Regions from separate parts of the Sus scrofa genome. Here regions 2, 3 and 4 are each linked to region 1. The links are chromatin contacts, called in public HiChIP or PLAC-seq and promoter capture Hi-C maps. All regions are on one chromosome and are shown on one strand. Each heading gives the region's core, a stretch centred on a gene start, on an enhancer-like site or on the middle of the called end of the contact. The rest is flanking DNA. Distances are from core to core; before and after follow the strand shown.

Evidence for each region. Promoter capture Hi-C pulls out the DNA fragments that hold promoters and counts their contacts. HiChIP or PLAC-seq counts read pairs in DNA pulled down with a chosen protein or histone mark.
Region 2: an H3K27ac HiChIP or PLAC-seq map of alveolar macrophages shows a contact between it and region 1. The contact joins the promoter of PHEROC here to the promoter of TMEM258 in region 1. A contact is called at or near these places in 1 of 5 promoter capture datasets (fetal skeletal muscle), 8 of 47 Hi-C or Micro-C datasets (embryonic fibroblasts, mesenchymal stem cells, mesenteric adipose tissue and 3 more) and 1 of 2 datasets of contacts at active chromatin or transcription factors (alveolar macrophages).
Region 3: a contact with region 1 is called in a promoter capture Hi-C map of liver, with 7 times the contacts expected there. The contact joins the promoter of INCENP here to the promoter of TMEM258 in region 1. A contact is called at or near these places in 3 of 5 promoter capture datasets (fetal liver, fetal skeletal muscle and liver), 5 of 47 Hi-C or Micro-C datasets (blood, embryonic fibroblasts, liver and 2 more) and 1 of 2 datasets of contacts at active chromatin or transcription factors (alveolar macrophages).
Region 4: a contact with region 1 is called in an H3K27ac HiChIP or PLAC-seq map of alveolar macrophages. The contact joins the enhancer-like site here to the promoter of TMEM258 in region 1. A contact is called at or near these places in 24 of 47 Hi-C or Micro-C datasets (adipose tissue, alveolar macrophages, blood and 15 more) and 2 of 2 datasets of contacts at active chromatin or transcription factors (alveolar macrophages and skeletal muscle).

What each region holds. Positions count from the first base shown.
Region 1 is chr2:9,755,032-9,758,755 of Sscrofa11.1, forward strand. TMEM258 (transmembrane protein 258) reads left to right here and starts at 1,939. Exons shown (of 4, transcript XM_003122626.6): 1 at 1,939-2,049. The coding sequence starts at 2,047. It overlaps FEN1 (flap endonuclease 1), which reads right to left and starts at 1,832. Exons shown (of 2, transcript XM_003122627.5): 1 at 1,591-1,832.
Region 2 is chr2:9,377,614-9,381,337 of Sscrofa11.1, forward strand. PHEROC (pheromaxein C subunit) reads right to left here and starts at 1,820. Exons shown (of 3, transcript NM_001123161.1): 1 at 1,766-1,820; 2 at 296-483. The coding sequence starts at 1,820.
Region 3 is chr2:9,444,207-9,447,930 of Sscrofa11.1, forward strand. It overlaps INCENP (inner centromere protein), which reads right to left and starts at 1,619. Exons shown (of 20, transcript XM_021082921.1): 1 at 1,467-1,619.
Region 4 is chr2:9,472,262-9,475,985 of Sscrofa11.1, forward strand. No RefSeq gene overlaps it. Among named protein-coding and RNA genes, the nearest start is that of INCENP, 28 kb to the left of the region's middle. Within about 2 kb of position 1,705, at least 4 of the 83 cell types and tissues checked have an H3K27ac peak or open chromatin away from gene starts, as enhancers often do. A contact at or near this core is called in alveolar macrophages, where this site is marked.

The DNA of each region.
Region 1 (3,724 bases), core at 689-3,188:
CTCTCTGCAGTAACCCTTCAGCACTTCCACCTCTAACGTGATGCTGTTTTAAGTCTGCCACTTCCACATTTTCTCTCCACTGCTAAGTCTGAATTGTGAGCTCCACAGCTCCTACTCCACCCCAGGTCCCGGTGCAGGGGCCTGCATGCTGGAGTCCCTCAGCCCAGAACTGAATTTCTGTGGTCCAGGCCCCTCAACAAAAGATTTCCTACGGAAGTATTTCCCAAACTTCAGTCGGGCCTAATCCACCCTCACAATTTTCTGCCACTTCCCACTAAAACCTGTACTTTCATTCACTTAATATTTTTCATGTGGACACCATCTTCTAAAAACTAAATTGAAAAAAAAGAACTCATCTTAAGTAATAATACCTGTGTTATATCAGTTATAACTCAATACTTTTAAAAAGGATGTTGAGGAGTTCCTGTGGTGGCGCAGAGGAAACAAATCCGACTAGGAACCATGAGGTTGTGGGTTCGATCCCTGGCCTCGCTCAGTGGGTTAAGGATCCAGCATTGCCGTGAGCTGTGGTGCAGTTCGCAGACACAGCTCGGATCTGGCATTGCTGTGGCTGTGGTGTAGGCCAGCAATTGCAGCTCTGATTTGACCCCTTGCCTGGGAACCTCCATGTGCTGCGGGTGTGGTCCTAGAAATAATAAAATAAAATAAAAAATAAAATAAAAAGGATGCTGAAGGCACCACTGGCACTGTGTCCAACACTCAAAGAAATAGTACACTAGGCCTTCTAATTGTTCCCACTCGTCCTTCACAGGGTTCTTTCTAAAACATAAGGGACTTACAGCATCAAGATCTTTCATGCTGATTCCCAACTTAACTTTACACTCTTAGAATCGAAGAGAAAGGCTGGTCTAAGGACCGCCCTGTCTCACTTTTGCTCGGCGGTGCCTTCCTCCCACCATCCTGAAGCCCTTTTCTTCAATGTCCGTCTCACCTAGTTCTCACCTGCGAATGGCGGTGGCCTTGAACCCAGGCACCAGCACTCACCACCTCGGTAATACCATTATGTCACTTAGTCTGTGACGTTACTAAGCCATTTAGGTTTGGTTTTCTCATCTATCAAGTATGGGAACCATGCCTGCCTTGCAGAATTACTGTCAGAGTTAACTGAGGTACCAGACAAAAACCCCTCCAACAAACGCTAGGTGCTCTATAAAAATTCCCCCTCCAGAACCCACTCGATCCTTCGGTTCAGGCCCCAACCTATCTGCTTTGCTAGAATGTGTACCCAGGAGCCAGTGCCTCGTTAGCCGAGTATCCCACCACCGAGGCCGACAAAGGCAGGAAGGAAAGGAATCTGGACAAGTGCAGTTCCAAAACTGTCTCTCCTCCAGCACCTAAGTCACCATACAAAACGACTCCAGGAGGTGGGAGTTATTATCCTTCTTCTACAAATGAAGAAAGAGGCTCGGGGGTTCAGCGACTGGCCCCAGGCTCACAACGGAAAGTGGCGGGCCCGCCAGATGGCGAATCCCGCGCTCCCTCCGTCCGGCGCACGGCAGCGGCCGGCCTTCTCCAGCACCCGGCGCAAAGCGGGCCCGCCGCTCTCGAGGCGCTTCCCGCGGGTCTCACCTGGCCTCTGGGACGTGAAGCCTCGGCAGCTGGCGATTGCTCCTGTGTGGCCCAGGGCCGACCTCAGCCCAACTCGCTCCTCAGCCGCGGGTAGCCTCTCGCTCCGCCGCCTTCCAAAGCCCGCGCTCCCGTCACATGACCTACCGCGGCGCACAGCCTCCTGGGAAGTGTAGTACAGGCCCCGGAGCCCTCGGCCTGCTTCTCTCAAGACAAAGACTCCAGCCAGGGTGAACAGGCTCGCTCAGCGACCCGACCCTACCCTTCTCCACCACTTGTTCCCACTCCACCCCGGGACCCCGCCGGCCCCAGATCCCGTTGCCGCCCCCCACCACAGGACTACAAATCCCACAATGCCACTCGCGCAGCTGCGCTTCCTCTTCCGGCTGAACTGCGCGCCTGCTCCTGCCGACGTGTTCTTCCGGTGGCGGAACGGCGGTTTACCCTGTGCCCGGCAAAATGGTGAGAGGATTGAGAGGTGTTTCCCACAGGGCTCTGGGGACCCCTCGGGGCTCGCCCCACAGCCGGTTTCTCTCGCAGAGGCCTCAGGCGCCCGAGGTCCAGAGGGCGGGAGGCTCCTGGATCCTTCGGCTTGGGCTGAGGGGCGGGGAAGGGAAGCCCCTTGCCGTAGACTCCGTAGGCTGTGGTTTTGATCTCACTAGGTTTCAGATCTCCCGATTTAGAAGCGTGGGGTGCATTTTAAAAACCTTGGAGTTTTGATTTCTGTGACGTGTATCTGGAAAGTTTTTCCCCCCTGTGGAACTCGTGCTTATCCTACACGGCCCTGGGCAAATGTCACCTTCTTGATGAAGCACTTCCAGCTGTCTCGGGCACTTGTCCCCTCTCTCCTGGGAGCTCCCACAACCTATGTACCAGCCTTTTGCCACGTGTCATGTACTTCTTTGTTATCTGCCACGCCTACTAGTGACCACCAGCTGACGTGCCTCTAGCCCTGGGATGATGTCTATTCATCTTTGTATTCCCAGTGCCAAACACGGGGCCTGCAATTGGAGGGTCAGTCAATGGCAGCGATTGTCTTTATCATTTGGGGGGGTGGGGGGACATACATGTTTACTGAATTGAATTCCAGTGTCTCTTAGAACAATGGGGTCAATTTACTTCTCTAGAGTTGTTATGTTCTGGATTTTAGAAGCGTTGGGCGGTGGGTGACAATGGGAGTTAACATTTGTGCAGAACTTTACGTTTTACAGCCCTCTTTCACAGGCATTATCTCATAATTTGCTCTCTAACCTTGGGAAGGAAACAAAAAGCCATTAAGCAACTACTCCATGCCAGGCAGTGAGTTAGAGGCTGTGACGTTTGTCATCTGCCTTAAATCATACATCAACCTTGTGAGAGAGAGATTATTATAATCCCTTTACTGAGACTCATGTTTACTCACTAGAGCCAGAATTATAACTTAGGTCTTTTGCCTGTAGATCTCAAGATTCCTTACTAGTGCAGGAGTTGAGATCAGGGTACCAGTCCAGTTCTGTCTTCCAGCAAGGATTCTTAGCTTGATACCTACAGACATGGGTCCATAAAACTTCTCAAACCATAAGCAAAATTACAAATTCCCCCGTAGTGGAGCGGGCTGCGAAGCTGGAGTTGCTGCCACTGCAGAGAGAGTTCAGCCCCTGGCCCGGGAACTTCCACATGCTGCTGGTGTGGCTAAAAAGAAAAAGAGCTTTGGAGTTCCTGTCGTGGCTCAGTGGTTAACAAATCTGACTAGGAACCATGAGGTTGCAGGTTCGATCCCTAGCCTCGATCAGTGGGTTAAGGATCCGGTGTTGGCGTGAGCTCTGTAGGTCGCAGACATGGCTCAGATCCCGCGTTGCTGTGGCTCTGGTGTAGGTCTACAGCTACAGCTCTGATTTGTCTCCTAGCCTGGGAACGTCAATATGCCACAGTAGTGGCCCAAGAAATGGCAAAAAGACAAAAAAAGAAAAGAAAAAGAGCTTTTTCTTGTGTGTGGTTTTTCCAGGCAGAGTCCATACCTTTCATCACGTTTTTTTTTTTCACAGTGGTCAGTGGCCTCATGTCAAGGACCATTGATCAGGCACTTTCTGTGTCTCAGTCTCTGCCTCTCAGCGGCCCTTCTTGTCTCATTGAAAAGACAAAACGCGACCTTAGTTTG
Region 2 (3,724 bases), core at 570-3,069, 380 kb before region 1:
CTGAGAGGGGGGTTGTGTGTGTGCTGGGGAGCGGAGGGGAGGGGTAGGTGGTCCTGTGCCTGAGTGGTCTTTTCCCTCTTTTGCCTTTTTCCCTTATGATTCACGAAAGATTTTGCCAAGTGGCAAATTGGCCCTGTGGCCTTGATTGTCTTTCTTGATGTCAAAGTCATCAGACTTGTCACACAATGCAATAAACAGAAATAAAGCACATTCATCACTTGCTTTGGCACGAGTGACAGACTTTGAGCCTCCTTGTCCCTGTCTCTAGAAGCACATCAGAAAAAGCTGAAATTACCATAAACACGCTGAAATTTTCCAGAGTCTCTTCTGACTGCTTGAGAAAACATTCCCTTAATTCCTTTATGGCCTGGGTAGTGTCATCACTGCTTATGTACTCTTGAAGAGATGCTAGATACACATCCGCGGTTACGCTGGAATCACTGGTATCTGAAATCACTCTCTCAAGATAGGAACAGCCAGAACCTGGGGAGAAAGTAAGGGTGCAAACGTGGGCTTCAGAATGTTGCATGAGCTTCTTTGGGATATTTGTCATCCTCTTACATCCCGGGAGAGATGTCTCTTCAGGAAGATTATGGTGAATGGGTCTGGCATCCTCAATTCTATGAGCGTGAACTGAGGATCTGGGCTTTCCTTAAGCCCTAAATCATCTATCCTTCTTCTCATAGGCCTCCAGAAGCCAGACACTATGTAACCTCCATTAAGGAGGGTGCTGGAGACAGGAGATGCTCTCACTCAGCGCAATATATTATTACACATTAATAGCTATTATCTGCTCTTTCTTCAGAGTCATGTGATGTTTCACTCTAGTCACTGAGAGCCACAGCTAGGGATTGCCCAGTCTAGTAAATGTATTGGGTCTAGAAGATTGTCCCTTCGCGCCGTTGAGGCTAATGCTTTTCTGCAACAAAAAAGAACGCACACATGCAATTCTTGTTTGTGAAGGGATTGATGTGAGTGGGGGAGGGGAAAAGAGCTCTGGAGCTGGGTCTGTGGGAGCTGGGTTTTACTCTCGGGTCTGCAGTTTTCTAGATAGTTGACCTTGAACTTGACGCCTGGAACCTCACGCCACATACTTGAGGAACAAATGAGCTGGGGGCATTTGAAAGAGCTTTGGCAATTGAACAAAGCAAACTACATGTGTGACCTATCACTGAAGACCAGGTTTTAGCTGCCAGGGAATTTTTCTCTGGCTCGATCTTCGTCAAGGCAGGAGACCTCCAGGGAGTGTGCGCTCTTCTCCTTCAGCCACCATTGAGTGGAAAGGGACTGGGTGTAGGAACATTCCAGAAGGGCTCAAACCAACCCTGAACATTGTGGGGAGTTGGGATCCGCGCTCGGTACACACTGTGTCCTGAGCTTTTTCTCCTTGCAGTTTCCCTGTTTCTTTTTGTATTTAAGTGCCTCTTTCAGTAAACCCATCTAGACATAAATAGAGCGTGGGACGAGCATGTTTCCCTCGTCCCACAGAAACACCCAATTCTAGTTTTCAAGAATGATGCATTCTGGTTTCAGGGTACCTGTGATGCTGCCGGGACACCCGGAATGGCACGAGACACACGTGCAGCTCCAGGGCAGAGGCAAAGCCCACGGAGGACCTCTTTTCAGAGTTTCTGGAATCAGTGATGCTCCTTTGGCCAATAGGGTGCAGACCTGTCCTGTCCTGGCCCTTGGGGATTGGGAAGTCTTGCACAGGGGACCGGACACCCAGCTTAGCCCAAAGCCTGTGCCCCCTGTCAGGACTCACCTGCAGAGCAGTAAACGGGGAGGGCCACCAGCATGAGCACCATCGCCAGCTTCATGTTGGAGGCAGCCGTGGTTGGCTCTTCAGTCCAATGTGGCAGAGAAAGAGGAACTCCCTTTGGAGACGAGCGCCCAGAACGCCTCCTTTTATTCTCCAGGTCACCACACCAATCCCTCCCACAAGTGAGGGAATGAGTCACAGGAATAAGCTGGCATAGGACCAGAAAGTGACAGCAGGGATCAACCCGCGCCCAGCCAGCCTGTGCCCTGTTGGTAGCAAATCAAGGACACAGACACTTTCCTTTTGGACCCCAACCAACTTTGGAACAGCAGTAATGATACATGACTTTAGGTTACGTTAATGCAAAAGGCTTTCTAAACAGTAAGGTACAACATTGCGGGCTGGCGTTGCCATGCTTGTTTTTTTATTATCACCGTGAAGGTCATGTTCTCTTCTCCCTCTTCCTCCCCATCGCTGCCTCTTCTTCCTCCCCACGCCTCTCTCTTCCCCTCCTCCTCCTCTTGCTTCTGTCCCCCTTCTCTTTCTTCTGCTAAGTGCAAATTGCTTCACAGCCTGTGTGTGCCTCTGTTCCAGGTCACGGAACACCTGAGCTGGGTGCAATACCACATATGTCCTCTGGGAGGCAGACCTCCCTGGCCCATAGACAATTTTTCAGGAAGGTGCTTCAAATATGGGAAATATTAATAATATTTCTCTTTCTCTGAGGGTTGTTTTTACAAAGACCCTCTCACTTAGTTAACTCCGTTTCCTAAATTCACCCTATTATAAATCTATGAATTAATTTTTCATCTACTTTTTGTGAGCTTTTTCAGGTTTTGCTTCCACTGATTTAACCGCTGCCGTGAAGCAGAACAACTGCGGAGCCCGAGGCAGTGGTGAATGGTGGGATGGGGATGGGACCTGGGCTCAGGCAGATGTGGATTTGAAACTTGGATGCAGCACCTAATCATGGAGCGTCCTGGGACAGTTTAAAGCACTGGTCATTCCAAGGTTCCTTTTCCTCACTGCTAAAATGGTTAGAAATGATAGTTTTAAAAAGATGACAGATGCTCTATGTGAAGAGCCTATCTTACGGGGCTTAAAACAGGGTCATTGGAGTTCCTGTTGTGCTGCAGTGGAAATGAATCCAACTAATAACCATGAGGTTGCGGGTTCAATCCTTGGCCTCACTCAGTGGGTCTGGGATCTGGCATTGCCGTGAGCTGTGGTGTAGGTCATAGATGCGGCTCGGATCCCAAGTGGCTGGGGCTGTGGCATAGGCTGGCAGCTATAGCTCCAGTTTGATCCCTAGCTTGGGAACCTCCATATGCCACAGGTGTGGCCCTAAAAAACAAGAAAACAAACAAACAAACCAACCAAAAAAAATGGGTATTGGATTTCCTGCCGTGGTACAGCGAAAACGAATCCGACGAGGAACCATGAGGTTGTGGGTTTGATCCCTGGCCTCACTCAGTGGGTTAAGGATCCGGCATTGCCGTGAGCTGTGGTGTAGGTCACAGACACGGCTTGGATCTGGTGTTGCTGTGGCTGTGGCGTAGGCCAGTGGCTACAGCTCTGATTTGACCCCTAGCCTGGGAACCTCCATATGCCGCAGGTGTGGCCCTAAAAAAGGACAAAAAGACAAAAAAAAAAAAAAGGTATCATGGATCAAAGGGAGGTTCCATCCATCCACATATCCGCCCATCCATCCATCCATCCATCCATCCATCCATCCATCCATCTATCCATCCATCCATCCATCTATCCATCCATCCATCCATCCATCCATCCATCCATCTATCCATCCATCCATCCATCCATCCATCCATCTATCCATCCATCCATCCATCCATCCATCCATCCATCCATCCAGCAACACCATGAGCTTCTCTTGGGACAGGCCCTGTGCTGTGTCACAGATTCAGTTGCAGGGATAAGTTAGACCAGGATCTTGCCCTTGTG
Region 3 (3,724 bases), core at 369-2,868, 310 kb before region 1:
TAGGAGCCCAGTTTGAGGCCAGGAAAGAGAAAATCATTTTAGGAAGACAAAAGAGTTTGTTGCTCCAAAAAGCAACAAACTGCTAAATTTTTTTGATTTTATTAGTTTTTTCCTTTTTTTAGGGACACACCTGTGGCATAGGGAAGTTTCCAGGCTAGGGGCTGCAGCTCCGGCCTACACCACAGCCATGGCAATGCTGGACCAATCCGCATCTGCGACCTACAACACCACACCTTGCGACAACGCCAGATCCTTAACCCACTGAGCGAGGCCAGGGGCCAAACCCGCATCCTCATGGCTACTAGTCAGATTCTTAACCTGCTGAGCCACAACGGGAACTCCCCACAACTTGCTGTTTTGAAAATATTTGTTCAAAATGGCAAAAGTGGGTGAGAGCTTCTTTCACAAAGTGCTTCTTCCATGAGGAAGTCTGTTTTCAGCAGCCTCTGCTTGGGTATTTAAAACAGGGTCACTTTCATTAGATCAGAGGTGATCCTGAGAAAGGAGGACTCAGCGTGAGAATGAGGGTCCTGGGAAGAGCAGCAAAGGCCTCTTCAGCACCTGTAAGAACCTGAGCACAAACCCAGAGCATCCTACATCCCACCAAGGGCAAAGGGAGCTCATCTTCCTCTCCCAATTCTTCTCTCACATCATATGCCAGACGAGAGCCCCCATCACTCTCTGCCACAAAGCCTGTTCTTTGGAGGGTGCAGGAAGTCAGACACCTAACCCCTGCAACTGCATCTCAGTGAAGGAAGGTCACAATAGCAGCTTTCTTTAAAGAGTCCTGCTCCACGATGGGGTGGCTTATCATTTCACTCCTCACCACAACCTCAAGAAGACCTTTATGCAGATGAGGAAACTGAGGCAAAGATAAGTTAAGTCAAAGTCAGCCGGTGAGTCAGGGGTGGGGCCTGGATTTAAACTGCGCTCTTAACCACAAACCTTTGCCTCCTACTCCATTTCAGTCTCAGAAAGGCAGGCGCCCAGTTCTGGCTCTGAGCTCCCCAGAGAAGGACACAGTGGAACAGCGAACGTGCTTGGAGAGTGACAGGATCAGGGACAGCACTGGCCCCCGGAAATGGTCAGTCTAAAATGTTGCCCAGCTGATGGCAGAGGTATCGAGCGAGGGTTAACTGTACAGAAATGCCACCTGGCATAATCCCGTCACACGACCCGGCGGGTGTGCACTTTCTGCGCGCCCAGGTGAACAAAGGGCTTCCTAGGCATAGAAGATGCTAAGCACGGGAGGGGAGGGGATGAGGTTATTCTCTCGGGTGAAGGGTGAGGGTCGTCTCAAGCCCCAGAACCAAAGCAGGTCACCTCGTCACTTGGAAGAGGTAATGCGTTCCCTGCCAGGCCGCAGCGGGGAGTGGGGGGGTCACGCCCCCCACTCCGGGACTGGCCGGAGGGGTAACAAATCGCTATCTACCCCGCACCCCCGCCGGCCGCCCGGGCGCACTCACTCGACTGCACGGCGTCTCCGAAGTGCTGCTCCGATCCAAGTCCGGCGACCTTCCCAGCACACACCCTAGCCCGCCTAAGTCCCACCGCTCCAGGCCTCCAGGGCTCGCGGCTGCAGGGAAGCCACCGGGCGGTGCAGCGCGGGCCAACTCTACGATTTTCAAAACTGAAGATTCGACCAATCCCTAGCAAGTTTGTCTGGGCGGCTGCAAAAATCTAAGCCAATCAAGTAAAAGGAAGCAACAGTCAGGCCACCTATTGGTTACTTCGACAGGCAATCTGCGGGACTAAGAGGCGGGGAAAGGAAGTGTTGAAACTTTAACCCGCTCAGCTTCCGGGAGAGGCCGCGCGCGGCCTAGAGAGGAGGTAGCCGGCTGTGGGAGTTGCGCAGGTAAGATCTCGCACGCCGGAACTTCAAATCCCAGCGTGCACTGCGAGGGCCCCGCGGGCCTGGGCGGGGCGTCCGGCCTTAGACGAGGGCCGGAAGTCGTGCTCTAGTTGCGGGGGTGGGATAGGGTAGGGTGGGAGGTGGCTCTTCTGCTTTGCCCTTTCTTCCCCCAACGTTGACAGCTCTGCGGGGTGACGTCCTTACCTGTGCCGCCACTTTTGAGAAAATGCTTTGTTGAAAAAAGAAAATGCTTTGTACGTCGCACTGGAGTTTGGCTTTTTGTAGAGCCCGCCATCATTTCTGGGGTGACAGCAGTCTGGGTCCTGCTTATGCTGGACCCGCGTGTTTCTTTAGAGTATTGGTTCTCAACTGCGGCAGTTTTGCCCTCCCACCCCCAATTTGGCAATGTGTAAATAAATAGATTTTGGTTTGTTTGAAGGAGCAAGGGGTACTGTTGATATCTAGTTGCTAGAGGCCAGCCTAGCTGCTAAACACCTTACAAGTGCAGAGAGCTGCCTTCCATCAGCAAGAAATTATCCAAAATTTCAGGATTGCCATTGTTTGGAGATGCCGGTTTAGATAGTCACTTTACTCTGTGAGTTAGGGTTGCCATCACCTGTGAAATAAGACAGTTAAAGCTCAAAGAGATATTTGTACACCCTTGCTCATTGGCAGCATTGTTTATAAGAGCCAAGAGGTGGAAGCAACCTGAATGTCCATAGATGAATGGATTAAAAAAAAATGTGGTATGTACATACAGTGGAATATCTTTAGGCCTTTAAAAAGAAGGAAATCCGGTTCTTAACTGGTGGCCTAGTGGTTAAGGATCTAGCATTAATATTTCTGTGGTATGGGTTCGATCCCTGGCCTTGGAACTTCTGCATGCTCTAGGTGTTAGGGGCTACGTGGGGGCCCATTGTTAAAATGGCTCTTTATGCTGACTCATGAGACTGACCACCTTGCTCAGGCGACATCCTGTTTTCGCTGCTGGTGCCTGCTTTCCCAAGACTGTGAGACCCTTCCCCCTTCCCTGTGGGACACCACACACCTCCCGCTTTCTCAGGATTATGAGACCACCCTACCATGAGACACCTCTGACTTTCTCACGACTACGTGACCATCAGAGTTCAGCTGCAGGCGAAAGATAACTAACCTTCTCCCACCCCCCACCCCCGCCTCAGGGAATCCTATTTCCCATCCACGGGGTCTAAGAAGGCCCCATGAGAAGGGTGGGGGGCTGGCTCTTCTCAAGGGTCTGTCACCCTCTCCCTTTCCCCTATAACAAACTTTCTTCTCTTTGCCTGAACACCCAACTCATTCTCTTTTTCTCTGAGCTCGGCTTACAGTAGGCATGGCCAAGAAAATAAATAAATAAAATTGTATCTTTGGGAGTACCTGTTAGGGCTCAGCCAATTGCAAACCTCACCATGAGGATGCAGTTCGATCCCTGGCCTTACTCCGTGGCTTAAGGATCCAGTGTTGCCATAAGCTGCAGCATAGGCCACAGATGCAACTCTGATTCGACCCCTAGACCAGCAACTTCCATAGGCAGCAGATTTGACTGCAAGAGGAAGAAAAAAAAGGAAATCTTGCCACCTGCCACTTGCTACAACTTGGATGTACCTTGAGGACATTATGCTAAATGAAATAAGCCAGTCACAAAAAAAAAAAAAAAAAAAAAAAAAAGCATGATTCCACTTATACGAGGTATCTAAAGTAGTCACATTCATAAAGCAGAAAACAGAGTGGTGGTTGCTAGAGGCTGGGGAGAAGAGGGAAAAAGACATCAATAGGAGTTCCCGTCGTGGCACAGTGGTTAACAAATGCGACTAGGAACCATGAGGTTGGGGGTTCGATCCCTGGCTTTGCTCA
Region 4 (3,724 bases), core at 455-2,954, 280 kb before region 1:
TGATGTCAAATGTACTTATAAATACCCATCTTTTTCTTTTCAGAATGGGATCAAACTTATACTGCTTTTTTTTTTTTTTTTGGCTGTGCCCATGTCATGCAGAAGTTCCCAGGCCAGGCATTGAACCCCTGCCACAGCAGCTACTGAGCTATAGCAGTGACCATGCTGGATTCTTAACCTGCTGAGCCACCATGAAACTCCAAAATATTATTTTTAGTTTTTTTAAACTTACTCATCTTTTTATTAAAACATATATATTTTTCCTGAAATTAAATTTATGTCTTTATTTATTTTTATATTACTCCATGAACTTATTACATTTATAGTTGTACAATGATCATCACAACCCAATTTTATAGCTAATTTTTTTAAAGTAATAGCCAAGGTATATCTCCCCATGCCAGAAATTTATATTTATATAATTTTTTTTTCTTTTTAGGGCCGCACCTGTGGCATGTGGAAGTTCCCAGGCTAGGGGTCGAATCGGAGCTGCAGCTGCCAGTCTATGCCACAGCCACAGCAATGTGGGATCTGAGCCACATCTGTGATCTACGCTGCAGCTTGCAGCAACACTGGATTCTTGACCCACTGAATTAGGCCAGGGATCGAACCCACATCCTCATGGATACCAGTTGTGTTGGTTACCACTGAGCCACAGTGAGAACTCCTGTTTATATAATTTTTTTTAAAGACACAGTGCAGGAGTTCCCGTCATGGCTCAGTGGAAATGAACCTGACTAGCATCCATGAGGACATAGGTTCAATCCCTGACCTCTCTGAGTGGGTTAAGGATCCAGCGCTGTGATGAGCTGTGGTGTAGATTGCAGACACGGCTCGGATCCCACATTGCTGTGGCTGTGGCCTAGGCCAGTGGCTTCAGCTCTGATTCGACCCCTAGCCAGGGAACCTCCATATGCCACAGATGCGGCCCTAAAAAGACAAAAAAGAAAAAAAGACAGTGCAAATATCTTTATTTGTTTGTTTGTTTATTTATTTATTTGTTTTTGCTTGTTAGGGCTGCACCTGTGGCATATGGATTCCCAGGCTAGAGGGTGGAATCGGAGCTACAGCTGTCAGCCTACACCACAGCTCACCCCAATGTCGGATCCCCCATCCACAGAGCGAGTCCAGGGATCGAACCTGCATGCTCATGGATACTAGTCAGATTTGTCTCCGCTGTGCCACCACCGTAACTCCTATGTAATTTTTAATAGTCGTGGTGTCCTCCGTTGAGCCGATAATGATGGAGAGTTATTATTCTAAGCACGTGGCTGCGTCATCTCATGCGATCCTCGCCACCTGTGGGGTAAATATCATCCATCCCGCTTGACAGATGAGGGCTCTGCAATACATGAAGATTAAAGCTGCACTTTGTGAACCTCAGGCAGAGGCAGCGGGGGAGCCAGGGTTCCAAGGCTCGCATCCAGGTGGGCTGATGTCAGAGCCTCCTGTTGAATCTCTCGGCTTTAAATAAAGGAAGTTTCATATCGGCATTTCATTCGTTTAAAGGACACCCTGACGGCTTTGTCCTCAGTTTGGACCTCAGGGCTTGAACACGTGTTTGAGCTACATGCAATGATTGATGGATGGGATGCCTTTGAGCGGCTTTCCTGGCCCAATGGAGACAAGGAACCGAGCATACTGTAAGCCCGTGAGACTTCCTCTCTGTGACACAAAAACGCCTTTAGGTGGTGTCATGCCACCACTTTGTGGGGACCTGTCTTCTTCCTGTCCTCCTGGGCATGAAAAACCTCCTACTCTGAAAGCCAGTCTCACCAGCCAAGCGGGATCTGCCTTGGGAGTTCCCATGGTGGCTCGGTGGGTGAAGGACCCGCCTAGTATCCATGAGGATTGTGGGTTCAATCCTCGACCTCGCTCGGTGGGTTAAGTATCTGGTGTTGCCGATGTGGCTCAGATCTGCTGTGGCGGCTGCCGCTCCAATTCGACCCCTAGCCTGGGAACTTCCATAGGCCTTAGGGGCTGCCCTAAAATGACCAAAAAAAAAAAAAAAAAAAAAAAAGGCAAAAAGCAGACCAGTGATTTCTTGGCAGGCAGTGGGAGTGGGGTGGAATGGCTTCAAAAGTGCAGGAGGAAACTTTCTGCGACGGTGGAGAGGTTCCGTATCTTGGTTGTACTGGTGGGTTCATGACTGTAAATGTTCGTCAAAACTATTAAAGCGTCTTTTTTTTTTTATCTTTTTAGGGCCTTGCCCACAGCATATGGAGGTTCCCAGGCTAGGGGTCCAATAGGAGCTGTAGCTGCCAGCCTACACCACAGGCACAGAAATGCAGGATCCGAGTGGTGTCTATGACCCACACTACAGCTCGCGGCAACACCGGATCCTTAACATGCTGAGCAAGGCCAGGGATCGAACCTGCGTCCTCACAGATGCTAGTCAGATTCATTTCTGCTGAGCCACGATGGGAACTCCTCAATTTTTTTTTTAAGCACCTTTTATTGCATGTAAATCATACTTCAACAAAGTTTTGTTTTTGTGTTCCCTTTCAGAGGGGCACTCATAAAGAGACTGTGACCTCTGTCCATGGGCAGGAATTGTTGGCCTTTCATGTCCTTAAAAAAGGAGGCCTGGAGTTCCCATCGTGGCGCAGTGGTTAACGAATCCGACTAGGAACCATGAGGTTGTGGGTTCGATCCCTGGCCTTGCTCAGTGGGTTAAGGATCCGGCGTTGCCATGAGCTGTGGTGTAGGTTGCAGACATGGCTCGGATCCCGAGTTGCTGTGGCTCTGGCGTAGGCTGGTGGCTACAGCTCCGATTAGACCCCTAGCCTGGGAACCTCCATATGCTGCGGGTACAGCCCTAGAAAAGACAAGAAAAGACAAAAAAAAAAAAAAAAAAAAAAAAAGGCTCCATATCACACAGGGAACTCTACTCAATATTCTGTAATAACCTATATGGGGAAAGAATGAAAAAGAATGGATGTATGTATAACTGATTCACTTTGCTGTACATCTGAAACCAACACAACACTGCAAATCAACTATACTCCAATATAAAATAAAAATTTTAAGAAATATAAAGAAAAAGGAATTTTAAAGAAAGAAAAAAAGGAGGCTCTACGTTTTACCTGGGTGGGTGGGTTAGGAAGGCATCTGACTGCCCAGGGTTTGGGATGCAGTATGTTTCCTTCTATGTCTAAAGTGGCCACCAGATCCCTCCATGACATGTCCCAGGTGCATTTTCCCTATAGCCCTAATTATTCCCGGATAGTTTCTTGTTTATTTGTCTAACCATGTATGGTCCATCTCCTCCCCCTAGGATGGAAACTCCACGAAGAGTGGGATGCTGCAGTGCTGGGTCCCCAGCGTGGAGAATGGCACCTGGCCCACAGCAGGTGCACCGAGAGTATCGCTGAGTGAATGAGTGAAGAATTAAAGCTTGTTTCCTGAGGAGTTCCCGTCGTGGCTCAGTGGTTAATGAACCTGACTAGTATCCACAAGGATGTGGGTTCGCTCCCTCGCCTTGCTCAGTGGGTTAAGCATCCGGCATTGCCATGAGCTGTGGCATAGGTCACAGACTCGGCTCAGATCCCGCATTGCTGTGGCTGTGGTGTAGGCCGGCAGCTACAGCTCTGATTCAACCCCTAGCCTGGGAACCTCCATATGCCTCAGATGCGGCCCTAAAATGACAAAAAGGAAAAAAAAAAAAGGCTTATTTCCCGAATATTGGGAATAGGACCCCCTGTAGCAGGCTGAAGGGTGGTGT